Regions from separate parts of the Zea mays genome. Here regions 2 and 3 are each linked to region 1. A link is a contact called in public Hi-C data. All regions are on one chromosome and are shown on one strand. The core of a region is the stretch at or near the end of the contact, and the rest is flanking DNA. Distances in the headings are between cores, read along the strand shown.

What was found. Hi-C and Micro-C count contacts between places; a contact is called where the count stands out from the background.
Region 2: a Hi-C map of ear shows a contact between it and region 1, with 2.3 times the contacts expected there. The contact joins the promoter of LOC103641816 here to the promoter of LOC100192818 in region 1. A contact is called at or near these places in 2 of 25 Hi-C or Micro-C datasets (ear and tassel).
Region 3: a Hi-C map of ear shows a contact between it and region 1, with 2.9 times the contacts expected there. The contact joins the promoter of LOC100272833 here to the promoter of LOC100192818 in region 1. A contact is called at or near these places in 3 of 25 Hi-C or Micro-C datasets (ear, endosperm and tassel).

Annotation. Positions count from the first base shown.
Region 1 is chr10:130,554,991-130,559,570 of Zm-B73-REFERENCE-NAM-5.0, forward strand. LOC100192818 (cell division control protein 48 homolog B) reads left to right here and starts at 2,352. Exons shown (of 13, transcript NM_001309858.1): 1 at 2,352-2,801; 2 at 3,238-3,429; 3 at 3,517-3,561; 4 at 3,754-3,809; 5 at 3,905-4,054; 6 at 4,358-4,465. The coding sequence starts at 3,256.
Region 2 is chr10:131,064,119-131,068,698 of Zm-B73-REFERENCE-NAM-5.0, forward strand. LOC103641816 (BTB/POZ domain-containing protein At2g24240) reads right to left here and starts at 2,321. Exons shown (of 1, transcript XM_008665143.4): 1 at 1-2,321. The coding sequence starts at 1,342. The coding sequence ends at 2. It overlaps LOC103641817 (enolase-phosphatase E1), which reads right to left. Exons shown (of 16, transcript XM_035963502.1): 15 at 4,157-4,228; 16 at 3,040-4,069. The coding sequence ends at 3,619.
Region 3 is chr10:130,810,669-130,815,248 of Zm-B73-REFERENCE-NAM-5.0, forward strand. LOC100272833 (putative protein phosphatase 2C family protein) reads left to right here and starts at 2,746. Exons shown (of 11, transcript NM_001147286.1): 1 at 2,746-2,817.

The DNA.
Region 1 (4,580 bases), core at 1,102-3,601:
TGATCATCGATAAACGCAGAGGAGAGCCACACGAACACATGAGGGGGTACCTTTCTCGCAGAAACGGCAGGAACACTGTCGGTCACGGCAGGGAGCGGACAACGGCGAGGGAAGAGGCCTGGTGAGCAATTCGGTGAGCCGGTGAACAACTGTTGGCCTCCCGACTACAGCTCACGCCAGACGAGACCACATACGCGCGCGGCGGAATCCGCGATACTCTCACAAAGCCTCGCCACGATGGGGCACACATCGACCGCGGCGGATCTCCATCCCCCGACCGACTGTTCACGCGGCAACTGTGATTGGTTTGCTTCGATGGTTTCGGGTACGGCTTGGCGTGGCTATCGGTGCAGGGCGAGATGACCCCGGGGCATGGGCATAAATACCCCGGAATCCGTCGATGGAGTGCCCGGCTAGATCGGCGGAGGATACGGTACCCGCGCGCGCGTAGCTCGCGGTTCTGTTATGGTGGGGAAGAAAGACCCGACCGCTGGGCCCCACGTGCCACTGATAGCAAGAATGTGGTGCGGTACGTGTGACTGGAATGCGGGCCCCGCCCGTCAGTTTTGCAGAGCCGATAACAGGCGCGTCGCGCGGGGAGGTGGGAATGGGCCGCGCGGTTGGGGTTCAGGAGTGGGCCGAAATGGGGTAGCGAAGCCCAGGTAGCGTTTTTGCCTTTTTCTTTTTATTTTCCCACTTTCTTTCCTTTATTTTCAAATTCACTTTAAATTCAAATTTAATTCAAACTCTTGTGACTCATTATTACAATTTATACTTACAACATTTAGAGATACTAATTCTGGAGGTATTTATTTACATATATTATTTATCTATTCATATCCTTTATCTCTTTCTCTTCTCCACATTTCTATAATTCTCTTTAGGGTTTAAATTCTAATTTAGATGTTGTCATCTTTATTTCTACATTATTGTCACATTGTCACAAAAATGCACATACAATGAAACCTCAGCATGATGCACAATTTAACAATTTTTTTAATCCTTTGTTTATCTTATGAGGTGTTCACATGCGATGACTAATAGAGATACATACACATATATAGAGGAGAGCAAATTCTTATTTTATTCTTCCTTATAATTTGGGTATTACACCCCCCTGCCTGCGCATTGCGTGCACATGCGCATCACGATTCACGGACGCGGCCCATAACTCCGCTTGCGTCTGCTGCATAAGTACGTTTCGCGTTGTTGCGCGGACGACGTACAGGTACATCACAGATCGCGCTAGCTAGCGACGTGCGTGGGGCGTGCCCCAGTGGCAGACAGAACGCTCCGCGTTTCAGGACATGGGCCAGAACGGTTAACCCAGAACACAGAGGGCCGAGCCCGACAGGCTACATAAATACCCAGTACGTCGATAGTAGTACTGGTAGCGATATTCCACTACACCATTTCCACGAATACACTATTTATCTTAAAAACTCATTTCTCCAAATATACTATTTATTCATAAACACAGATACACGTATACGCCAACGTACCAGACGTTTTGATTTTTTTTTGCTTACATCAAATTTATTATAAATTTAGACATATTGTATGTACTAGTTAAATAGCAAAAGCTATGTATCGAAAAATAATATCTTATAATTTGAAATAGAGAGTAACAATCTGATCAACAAGTAACCTACAGATTTCTAAGATCAAGCAATAGCTAAAACATCACCCCTTATTTTAACTCTTAGGTAGTACCCAACAATGACATATAAAGGGTCCTGAATCCTATATTTAGAGAAGATTCTCCTTCTTTGCCCTTTTAGAAGTATTCTCTAAATAATACTCTAAATATAAAATCTAAATAAAATATAGAGGATATTTCTCTGTCCTCTCTATATATATATAGATTCTCCATATATTTTTTTACTAAAACTAAAATATGTGCAAAACATATGAGAGTGTGACAAATACATGTGTATAAAAATTAAAATAAAATAAAAATATGTCTCTAATATAAATATTTACGTAAGCTCCTGGTTGGCGTGGTGGCTGGGCTTGGAATGCGACGACTGGCATGACACAGAGCTCGTGGTGGCATGGCGGCGGACGTGTAGCTCTCGACTAGCGACGAATATAAGTTATTTTTTGTAAATGTTGATTTTGAAGAAATGCAATAGTTCTTTAAAAAAATTGTTGATGTATGATGACCGTCAAAATTGGTATTTTATAGAAGTAGAGATAGAGATATAGGTAGAGAATAGGAAAGAAGATAAAGATAATTATTAACCTGTTCAATAAAAAATACTACTAAATAAAGTTTGGCCCATCACAGTCCATAGCCGATGGCCCATTAGGCCTACTTAGAGTTCAGTCATTTCTAATTCGTCAGCACACATCACGCATCACTCAGTCGCTCGCTCCCTCGCTTCGATCCACCGGCGGCGGCTGAGGTGCTGAGCGGCGAGGCAGCGAGCGCCACTGCGACCTGCGTGCTGCTGTGCTCCTGCGCGGCTGCGCGCCGGTGGACGACCGGGCCGTCGGCGTGGTTCCGGCTCTCCGCGCCTGCGCGGCTGCGTCGCGACGAGCAGTGCATCGGCACAGTGGCGGTGCGCCCCCCGCGGCGAGGCGGCTTCACGGACCGCGGTTACCGAGCGCCGTCGCGCCGAACGGGCGCGGGCGGCAGGCCTCCTGCCGGCTGCTGGCGAGCGCTGCTGCCTGCTGCAGGCCAGGGCGAGCGGGCGAGACGCTGAGACCGCGTGGGCCGCGCTTCCCTAAGCCAGAGCAGCCGAGCTCTTCGTCGTTCGTGATTCGTTGGGCCATCGCCAGCGACGAGCTGCAACCAGGTATGCTCATCCAAGCATCCCGTATTTTCCCTTCCTGCTGCACGAAATCGAGCCTTCTAAGGCGTTAACCCTAATTAAGCTACTTTCCTTCCTATTTGAATGATTGCTTGGTTACTTTTATTGAGCGTAATTTCTTTTTATAAGTTAAGGATGATAACATCATTAGACGCTATCAATCGATGAAAGGTTGCAAAATAAAAGTTAAATTGTAATTTTATTTTAGTTGTTTTGTATCTAAACAATTTTTATTTGAATTATGAATTTGTCGTATTTTATTAAATATACTTATCTTAGAGCCGGTTTGATGAGTAGTGAATTGGAGGGGATCCCCTCCTGGCAAATCAGCCCTTGGGAATGCCCTATCGCCAAATCCTGACTCCACAACTGAGCGGAAACCAGCCGTGGCTGTACTATCAGCGATTGTTTTTGGCTGTAGAGGTGAACTGGTGAAGTGATGGGCACGGCGATCGTAAGCGACGGGGGCGGTGAGGGAAGCGATGGAAAGTCGGTTGACGGGTGGCAGGCAGAGAAGGCCGTCGCGGGCAACCGTAGGGCACTCGAGGCCCTTCGGGAGCTCGTGGCTTATCCTTTCCTCTACGCCCGCGAGTCCCGTTTGCTCGGCCTCAAGGTAATGTGCTCCCGTCTCTTGCCCCCCATCAGACTTCGTCATTGTCTGCTACACCTCCGAATTAATCATTCAGCTTGCTTTCTTCAGTGGCCCAGAGGGTTGCTGCTCCATGGCCCCCCTGGCACCGGAAAGGTACTGAATTTGCAATTCCTTGTCTTGACTCTCAGCTCTTTCTTCCATCATCTAAAATAACTAACTCTATCACAAGTCTTTACACCGTGAAGTGTTTGGGTTGTTTCTGTATATCGTGGAGTGCTTGGATTGTTTTTTTGGGTTTGATGTTTCTGCAAGACGTAAACAGTATGGTGATTGTTATTTTGACAGACAAGCCTGGTTCGAGCTATTGTTCGAGAATGCAACGCGCACCTGACAACGATCAAGTACTGAATTTACTTTGTTGTGTTTCTGTTAGTGCTGACATGTACATTGTATTTTTCGATATGATTTGGAATATTGCTTCTGGCCACCTTGACAGCCCATATTCTGTACACAAAGCCCATGTGGGAGAGGGAGAAAAGTTCCTGCGTGAAGCTTTTTCTGAAGCATATTCTCAGGCTTTGCGGGGTAAACCAGCTGTGATATTTATTGACGAACTTGATGCCATATGTCCACGCCGCAATAGTAGGCAAGTTTTGCATGTCTCTTTTATTTGTGTGCGTAAGTTGATCGTGAAATAGGGAATTTACACTGTAGATTACACTGTTTGCATAGTGAAGTCTGAAATAGGAGATGAGATAGTGAATGAGATATGGTAGCTGCTGGAGACAGCCTAAGAGCTTGTTCGTTTTGCTCTCAATCCATGTGGATTGGGTGGGATTGTGTGAGTTTAAATCCCAAACAAGTCGAAATCTTTCATAATTTTTTCCAATCCACATGGGATTGGAATAACCGAACAAGGCATAAAGGAGATCTTATTACTCTTTCACAGGAGAGAGAATGAGTCCCGCATTGTTGGCCAACTTCTTACTCTCATGGATGGAAACAAAAAGGCGTCAAAGATGCTTCCTCACATAGTTGTTGTTGCATCGACTAACAGGTCTGGGCATGCCACACTTTTGATTTCGAAATACCTTTCTTAATATAATTCAAGGTCTATTCCATGGTTAAGAATCCTGCTGGGACATGATTTACAATTTATAGTTCTATACGCA
Region 2 (4,580 bases), core at 1,071-3,570, 510 kb after region 1:
GTCAGATGATCGGGGGCGGCGGCGTCTCCCAGACGTCGAACACGTTCTCCTCGTTGTGCAGGGCGAAGAGCCGGTCGCCGCCGATGGAGAAGTCGCAGATGGCGCCGCCGTGGCTCCGGCGGAGCGTCGACGTCAGCACGTACTCGGGCCCGCTGAACACGGAGATGCTGTCGTTCATGGACGAGAAGAGCTGACCGCCGTGCGTGGCGAGCTTCGGGTAGCAGCTCTCCTCGCCGGGCACCTTCCGGTTCATCAGCTTGCTCCGGGAGCTCCACCGTACGCCGCCGGCGCCGCTCCGGAGGTCGAGGAAGCCGAGGTCGTCGTACTGGTTGATGACGCAGACGGAGCGCTCGTCCTCCATGGCGATGGCGTGGAGCACGCGCTTGTCGTCCAGCGACGCGGCCGCGCCGGCGTCGGACCAGGACCACACCACGTCCTTGGCCCGGAAGTCCAGCAGGCCGATGAAACAGTTGTCCGCCTTGGGGAACAGCGTGGCCACCATGAGCGCGCCGGCGGCGTCCAGCCACTGCAGCCTGTCGGCGTCGCCCAGGGCGCAGCCGGGGGGCTCGTAGAAGAAGTCGGCCTGCTCGCCGGTGGCGCGGTCCCAGACGCCGACGCCGTACTCGTTGAGCCGGCCCTTGCAGCTGGCGAACACGCTCGCGTCCTGGTCGAAGGCCAGCGCGCCGGCGGTGAAGGACTTGGCCTGCCGGTCGTGCGCGACGCGGAAGCGGTGGCGGAGCTCGCCGGAGGCCGCGGAGAAGGCGGCCATGCCGCCGTCGCGCTTGCCGAGCCGCTCCCGGGCCGCGACCAGCAGCGTGGCGGCGTCGAGGTATGCCGCGTCGTTGACCTGCGAGTGGTCGAGCGACACCGGCCGGCGCTCGTCGAGCATCCAGTTGTACACGCGCACGGCGCCGCCGTGCGCCACGCAGCACCCGCCGTCGGGGGCGGCGCGGATGGCCGTGCCGTCCCCGGGGGCGCGCCCCGGCACGGACGCGGCGAGGCGGAGGCGGTCGCCGTCGAACGCGCCCCACCGCGCGGCGCGCACGTGGTCGAGGAGGCCGTAGTAGAGCGCCTCCCGGTAGAGCAGCTTCTCCGGGAGGTGCGGGGGCACGTGGAGGCTGCCCGTGCGGAGCAGGTCCAGCAGCACCGCGAAGCAGGCCGGGTTGCGGTCGATGAAGTACTCGGCCACCCCGCCGCCGCCGCCGCCCGAGGAGGAGACGTTCCAGGACGAGTCGAGCAGCGCGCCGAGCATGGAGTCCCGACCGGCGTTGGCCAGCGTCGTGGTGGTCGTCTCGAACACCTGCCCGCCCACGTTGAACCGCACGCGGCCGCCGGCCGCCATCGTCGGCGCGCTCGCCAAGGAACCGATCTTTACAGCATCTCCGCTTTGAGCAGCATCCAGAGCCCAGTGTCGTGTAGATAGATCCGGGCGGCGATTGCCGGAGGGGGTCGAATTGTCGAGCTGCCTCCGCTGCGCTGTATCGGGCGGTTGGGGAGACGGTGGATTGCGCCAATTACTAGTGCACGCGTTTGTACGAGGTCGCGGCGTGTATACTACGATACGAGCGAGTATCAACAGGTTGGTTGGATTGGATGGCTGCCTCTGCTGGATTTATGGCGTAACGGCAGGGCGGAGGCGTAGACGAGGGAGAGGAGAGCTAGCGAGCGAGGCAGGTAGCAGGCGATGTGGCGGTGTCGCTTTGACGTGAAGACGGCGCTTGATTGGAAGGAGAAGGAGAAGGACAAGGCAAAAAAAAATCCCCAGTCGCCAGCGCAACGGCGGGGTCGGGTTTCTAGCAGTGTCGCCCGTCCCAACCCCCGTTTTGGGGGGACCGTGCTACGCTGCGTGCAGTCAACGATTCTGAACAAGGAAGGTGTGGAGGTCGTCATATGAGCCGCCCACTCATCTATCACACCGCCGGGCGCCGGCCTTTTAGTGTTAGCTGCAACCGTGCAACCGCCCGAACATGGCTACTGACTGGTAGGCGCGCAAACTCGCACACACAGGACAGGACTGACTTCACTTCACGTCGTCGTACACTCGCAGAGCATCGTGCGTGCCGCCGGGTGCCCGACCCCTTGCGCTCGCGGTCGGTCTCCGTGCTCCGATGTCCGGCTGCAAGTCAAGCCTGTCCTCTCCAATCATCGGCGCAGGCGCATCTTCAGGGTTCCTCAATCCTGCTCGTTCGCGGTCGCAGGCGGGGCACGGCAGTCCTTGTGCTTGTCGGTCGGGGACTCCAGGAAACGGCGCTGGCGGTCTGTTGTGGTTGTTGGGTTGGGGGCTCGCATCTCGGAGCTCAGCATTGTCAAGCGGACACGCACGTACATACTTCGATCCTTGCATGACAATGGGTTAAATATCGAGTTACTACTAGTTTAGTCCTAAATCACCGAAAGAGTCGAACTTTACAAAACTAACTAAATATATGTATAAATATGTATAATATAAAATAAATATCATTAAATCAATACCAAATATATTTTTTTGTAATAAACATGCTATGAGATATATCTTCATAACACTTTCTATAATAAATATAGACATACTTCAAAAGTGATATATTCATAACATTTTATAAACTTATTAAAAAATAACTTCTTAAAATGTGATACTAGGACGGAAGAATAAGATTCAGTAAAAACTGGAAGCCTTACTAAGTCCAGATAGTCAGAGTCCGAGAGCACCAGAATAAACGATAGATTAGGACCTCTTTGCCATGGCTTTTTGGTCAGATCCGCCTCTACCAAACAGTCACGAAAAAACGACTTTTCGTGGAGAGCCCACTAAAAGTTACGGACAATGAAATTATGTTAGATATTATTCCCTCCCTTCTAAATTATAAATTGTTCTATTTTTTAGAGAGTCAAACTATCTTATATATTAATTAAATTTATATAATAAAATAATAACATTTATGATACTCAATAAATACTATTAGATTTATTGTTAGCTATATTTTTACAGTTATATCTATTTGGTGCCATAAATCTTTATAATTCTCTTTATAATTTTGATCAACCTTAAGATGCATTAACTTCTTTACAAAAATAAATAACATATAATATAAAACAGAAGAAGTACAAAGAAACAGAGGAAGTACAAACTCAGACTACTTTTCTTCTGAAACATTCGCTTCATAACAGGAGCATACTTTTGTTTGCCAGAAGATAAGTCGAAATGCATTACGATTTGGCACAAAAGCTTTAAGCAGAGCAAAAGCATCAAATCCATTTTTGCCAGAGGCACAACCGTTGGCAACGAGATTCTAAAAAGAAAAGTAAGACCAAACATTATAGCTCCTATTGAGAGTTTAAAGGCCTGTTTGGACGCTGGCGTCTAGCGCCACACCCCGCCTAAGGTACGGCGGCTGATTCGGCCGCCATAACTGCGACGCGCGAAGTGTGGTGCGGCGTGGTGCCAGCGGCGGTGATCCAAACACGCCAAGACTGCTACAACTACGAGCCGACTCATGATGCCCAAATTGCCAAAGCGCTAAGCTGGTAAAACGGTCCAGGCAATATAAAGCATACATGGCATGTCCCATGCCAGCAACTTGAGACTTTAGACTGCAAGGGCGGAACGCCCCTAAGATGATGAGCTGCATAGCTTCTGAGCAACTAGTTGCGGCTCTTTCTTCTGCGCTTCTTTCTGGTAGTAGTTTTAGCAGAACCCTTCTCCTCTGATGACTCACCTTCATTCTCCTCTAGCTTCCTTTTGGTTGAAAGACCATTGGTCTTGGATCCATCGTTACCTTCGCTGGATTTCACTTCATCTTTTGAATTCTTGTCTTCACTACCAGCATCATCTTTTGAGTTGTCGGTGCTATCAGGTTCATCCTTGCTGCTTGCCTTGACAACAGCATTCTGAGCTTTTCCAGTAGTAGATCGAGAGTGCCTTGCACCTTCCTTCTTGGAGTTATTGCCAGTCTTAGGTGTCACTTGAGTATCCTTCTCAACACTTTTTCCCTTCAGTCTGGCTGGAGTCACAGAGCTATCAGCATTTGGCATATTATTGCTGTCGTGCATGCCTTTTGGACGCCCTCTCTTCTTGGGAGGATTCTTAACATCACTGCCATTGTGCATAATAGTAGTTTCACATAAGCTACTGTGTGTACAATGTATCAAGATAGCACATCCATAATAGTAAAAAACTTACCTTTGAGGTGTTCCTGTTTTCCCTCCTTTCATTTGTGGACCCGAGCTCCCCTTAGCTTTTCTGCCACGTGGCCTGATTTACAAGAAACAACTCATAATTTAACAAATGAAACCTTTGCCATCAAGTTATGACCTAAACAATGAACAGGAGTGAAGTATCAAGTAACATTGACATAGAACTGGGAGAGGGGAGGGGGGATGAACAGAAGAATCGAAGTTCATGAATCAGGATAGGAAGTAACTCCACAGATGTAAAGAAGAAGACACGCTAGGAATAAATCAACTTCAGAATTTCCAATTGGTGGTTACCACCAAATAGCAAAATTATAGCTAGACAATCAAACAGATCAAAGGCATGCTAGACAGGTTAAGTTGGAGATAAGGACAGAGACAAAAGCACGTAGAAGAATTCACATAAAAGCTCA
Region 3 (4,580 bases), core at 1,496-3,995, 260 kb after region 1:
TATGAGCTCCGTCGTCGAAGTAGGGTGCTTATGGAGCCATCAGAGGAGCGCGGCTACCGCACGGACCGTGGCCTCGCAGCGGAGGCGGCTCGTGGGGGTGGATGGAGTGGATGGCATTGCAATTGTTGGTGGTTGTGGAAGGAGTCTGGGAATTGAGATTTGAGAGGAAGGGGATTAGCGGGTTAGGGTTTGGATCGATGCGTGCGTTCATGTCTGCTTGAAGTGTTGGGCCTTATTGACTCGGACCACGAAGCTGATGGCCCGACTTTCGTGAAGGAAGTGAGCCAGAAAATTGCATGCCTCCGCTGGGCTCGGCTCACACTCAGCTCGTATCGTACCAACCGAATGGAGGAGAGTGCAATGAGTTCGCGGAGCGTGGCCGACATGTGGGGCACTGCGGACGCCAAGGCTGATATGCTCGGAAGCCCCACCGTTGGAATTTGGAAACCTGAAAGCATCCCTCACGCAGCCCGAGGCCACGTGCAGGGGAGCACCCCACCTCCAAGTCCACCTCGCTGCCTCCCCTCTCTTGTCTCCTTCTCCCTTCACGATGAGGCAACGACGCAACGTCGTGAGGCTAGGCCGCTAGGGCTAGTACACACCGCGGCTGGCTGGCTGGGCTCCGATGTCCATGTGGTGGCCGCTGTTTGTGGAACGCCATGACACGAGGGTTGGCCAGCCAGGGGCGGAGCCAAGGGGGGCCGGCAGGGGCCATGGCCCCTCCCAAGGCTGCAAGACAGACAAGAATATATATATATATATATATATATATATATATATATATATATATTGTAAATTTTGTATGTCTAAATATATGTGCTTTAAATTTTGTGCAGCACAATTAATCAAATATTTAATATAGTGGTTAGTAATACATGATTCAACTAAAGTTTCAACTAAAGTTGTCACCTTATAATTGGTGTGTACACGACAAAATTGACGTGTACCTGCGTAGTTTGACGAATTTTCATGAATCCTCGAGACTAGTTGGATTTTTGAATTCTCTCAACAAATAGTTAGCTACCTATGAATATTAGAGTCATTGTATAAAAGTTGAATCTTATCAGTCGGATATTCATCGTTATATCGTCTTTATTATTTTGGTATTGTTCTTGCGTCACAACTTTAATTTAATATATCAATTAGCTAGAAAATGGACTCATCCACTAAAATAATCTATAAAGATCTAAAATCCTTATTTCATGTCGAGTGCTTAAACTTGATAATATTATACAATATTTTTTTATCGGATAGTATTGATGAATTGATTGGCCCCCCTTATATCATAATCCTGGCTCCGCCCCTGTGGCCAGCCATTCGTTGTTGCTGGTCATCCGTCTCGCGAGTGTAGCCCACAGAAGCTGCCGCTACCTCGACGCCGGAGCCGTCTGGTGCCGGTGCTGCGATGACCTCGTAAAGGTGCAGCATTGCTCGCTCGCGGGAGGCCGTTGCGCTGCCGCCTCCGCGAGCGGTGGGTGGCATGCCCTAGCCGCTTGACGCGACGAGTGTCAGTTCCAAGTTGTCAGCTTTGGCGCCCGTGTGCGGAATCGTAGGACCACACCAGGTGCTACTCTTACACCAATCCTCGATCGCCTCAAGATTTCTCACGCTGATCATGCATTCATGCTAGCTGTTCTATTTTGATTTTTAGATCCCCAGTGATCGTTGAGCGTATCGAACCTTCCCTCATGCTCACTCCCACATTACAACTATTATCTCTGCCAACCATTAAGTGACACTTTATTTCGCTACAGTTATTATGCCTATGTATTTATGTAACTCTGATCTCGCTACAACTAAGCCTCACGGTACCAATTGATTAAAGTTTGTCCACATAATTTGATGCTTCAATCAATATATATTTAGATCTGAAACGTGCATTTCAAACCTGAAATAAGATAGACAGACAAGGGGAGGAGAATGGAATGCCAAGAGTATCTCCAACAATCTTAAAATGTATGACTCAAATCATAAAAAACAACTCCAATAATATACTATTTTATAATTTTTTTGTCAACAAATATAGGTCACTCAATAAAGTAACCTAAATATATTGCACTCCAAGCTAATGTCATTTTCAACATTTTCTTTTCTAATAATGTTATTCGCTTCTAAAAATATATAAATTAGACTTTAACCGTTGGAGCGCAATTTATTTTTACTATCCTAAACACTTTGAATGATATGGTATTTTTATTTTTGAGCATTATTCTGAGTTACTTTGTTGCTGTAAGGCCTACAGGCTACAGCTGTCGCGGTCAAAAGATAGGCGGCCAGGCGGCTGTAACAAACAGGACAGAGAAATGCCCTCCAAGAAAGAAGTGTGACATAATATCAGCGCACCGTACCGTGTTTCTTTCGAAATTTGGGCTTCACGTCGCCTTAATCCACTTTATCCTATTCGTATTATTAACAAAGAGGGTTAATTGCCGAACCGCATTTTCTTTACTGCACGGCTTGCTATTGATGACAGTGGAATCTGGATTAACCATTTAACCGCCTTCCTGATTGGGCAAGTTAAGAAAAAGTCGGCAAAGGCGGCCACCGGGCTCGCGGCGTGAGCTGTCTGAGCGTGCCGCGTCTGCGCGAGGCCGAGCCGAAGCCGGTGGAGCCGATCCATCGGCGCGTTGCCGCGTTGGCAGGCAGCGCACCCGACTATCCGAGCGAAGCAGGGAGTGGGTGGCGCTGGGTATAAGTGCAAAAGTGACTCTCCCTTGCATGGGACGACCGCATTCTCTTTCCTCTCTCTCGCAGTCTCGCCTCGCCCAACCCAGTCCCTCGCGCGCGCTCTCTCTCCTGCAAGGACCGCCAGGGAAGGTGAGACCGATTTCTGTTCCCTTCCCCAAAACCCCGTCCTCCTCCTCCTCCTCCTCCTCCTTCTAAAGCTCGTAAGACCTCTCTGCCCTCGCGCTGCAATTTCGTCTCACCCGGTGCAATGTTCGTGGTGGTGTTTTGAATTAATGTTGCTGCTGTTTTTCCTTGTCCCCGACCGGATTCCATGCTCGGTGTGCTGGTGATTTTGAATTTGCGAAACCCTGCGAGTTTTCGCCCCGCGTGGGTTTGGTATTGTCGTGAGTTGTTCCTCCGTGTTTTTGGTGCTGTTGGCAGCGTTGTTGCAGTTTGTTGGTTGGTTTTACTGTCCTGGTGGTTTTTGTGGTGGCCAAGGAGGTCGAGGGGGCCGCGGGGGCACCGATATGGCTCCATGGTGATGATCTCCGCTGTCCGCTCGCCTCCCTCCTTCGAACTCGAGCATACAGCTGGTTCTTCTGGTTCTTGTCACCGTCGATCTCTTGACGGCTACTCTTTGCTTTTGTGGGCTAAGGCTTAAATGTGGGAGGTGTGCGGTACTGGTGGGCGCTCTGGTTTGGAGTTCCATTCCCATCCTTCTTCGCAAGGCCCTGGATCTCAGAAACTTTTTGCGCCGTTGTGCCACCAGTTCGGGCTTCGCTTGTGTTGCTGTTGCTTTTCATATGGTGGCTGATTCGGAGCGACAGCGGCTATAGCACCGCGACTCCATGCATGGAGAACTCTATTCGCCTTTCCTCTCGAAAATTCTGACGTCCTTTCATCAACCGTTTATCGTTTAACGCCTCTTGTGTTGTTCTTGCTACTGCTTATGTGCGTCAGAACTCGAGGATAAATCTGCTCATGATCTGTCTAATCTTTTTTGTTTTTGTTTTGGTATCTGTTATGCTCGGCATGTTTGAGAGATCGCTCTTTTTGAATGTGGTCTTAGGGTTTTAGAAACGTGTGGATTTGAACCACTTTTTTCTTATCCCTTTTTCTGTTGATCTCTCGACACTACTGGGCGTGCGATAGGGTCCCTTTTCCTGTTTCCTTGCATTGTGCTCTTTGGCCGAACGTTGGACCTCCATCTTGATTTTCTTTTGCTGAACAATTTCAGATCGTTGTTGCCGTGCCAGCATGCACTGCAAACTGCATGCCGTTTTATTTTCTCCCCCTTGCCTTTTATGTTTATGTCAGGGAGTTGGCATTTCTGGCTTACTATCAGTGTAAGTTAAGCTTGCAAAATCGAGTGTGTTTTCTTGTCTATTACTATAATTTCTTGTCAACAATGTTATGTAGTGGCATATCGCTATGTAGTTACTTCCTGTCAGTAAAGAGTGTAATGCTAAAGCACCACTAAATCATGACTGTTGCTTGTTTCACTTCATCCAGATAAAGTGCCTATACGATTAGTTTGTCATTCAGTATGTTGAAGTAATGATCATCAAAATTCTACAAGCTGAAATTGGTATTCTGATTTTGACATGAAGCTGCGTGTTATCGCAAAATCTCAATTCACTTTAGCGTTAGTTTTTGAAATAAATCTTAGGTTCAGAACCTTATTAATGCATCCTTGAAAAACTGCTACTTCTCATATTATACAATTGTTCTGTAATGCGCCCAAATTAAAGGCCCTGTTTCCAAACCTCGGTAAAATCCTGCATGCCATTCAAAATTGTCTCTGTTGGTTCCTGACCATAGAAATGGTCAAGAGAAGGTGAGTTCTGCACTGAGCTTGACAAGCAATGATGTATGCCTACTATCTATGTTTTCTTTCTGCAATGAGGTCCTAA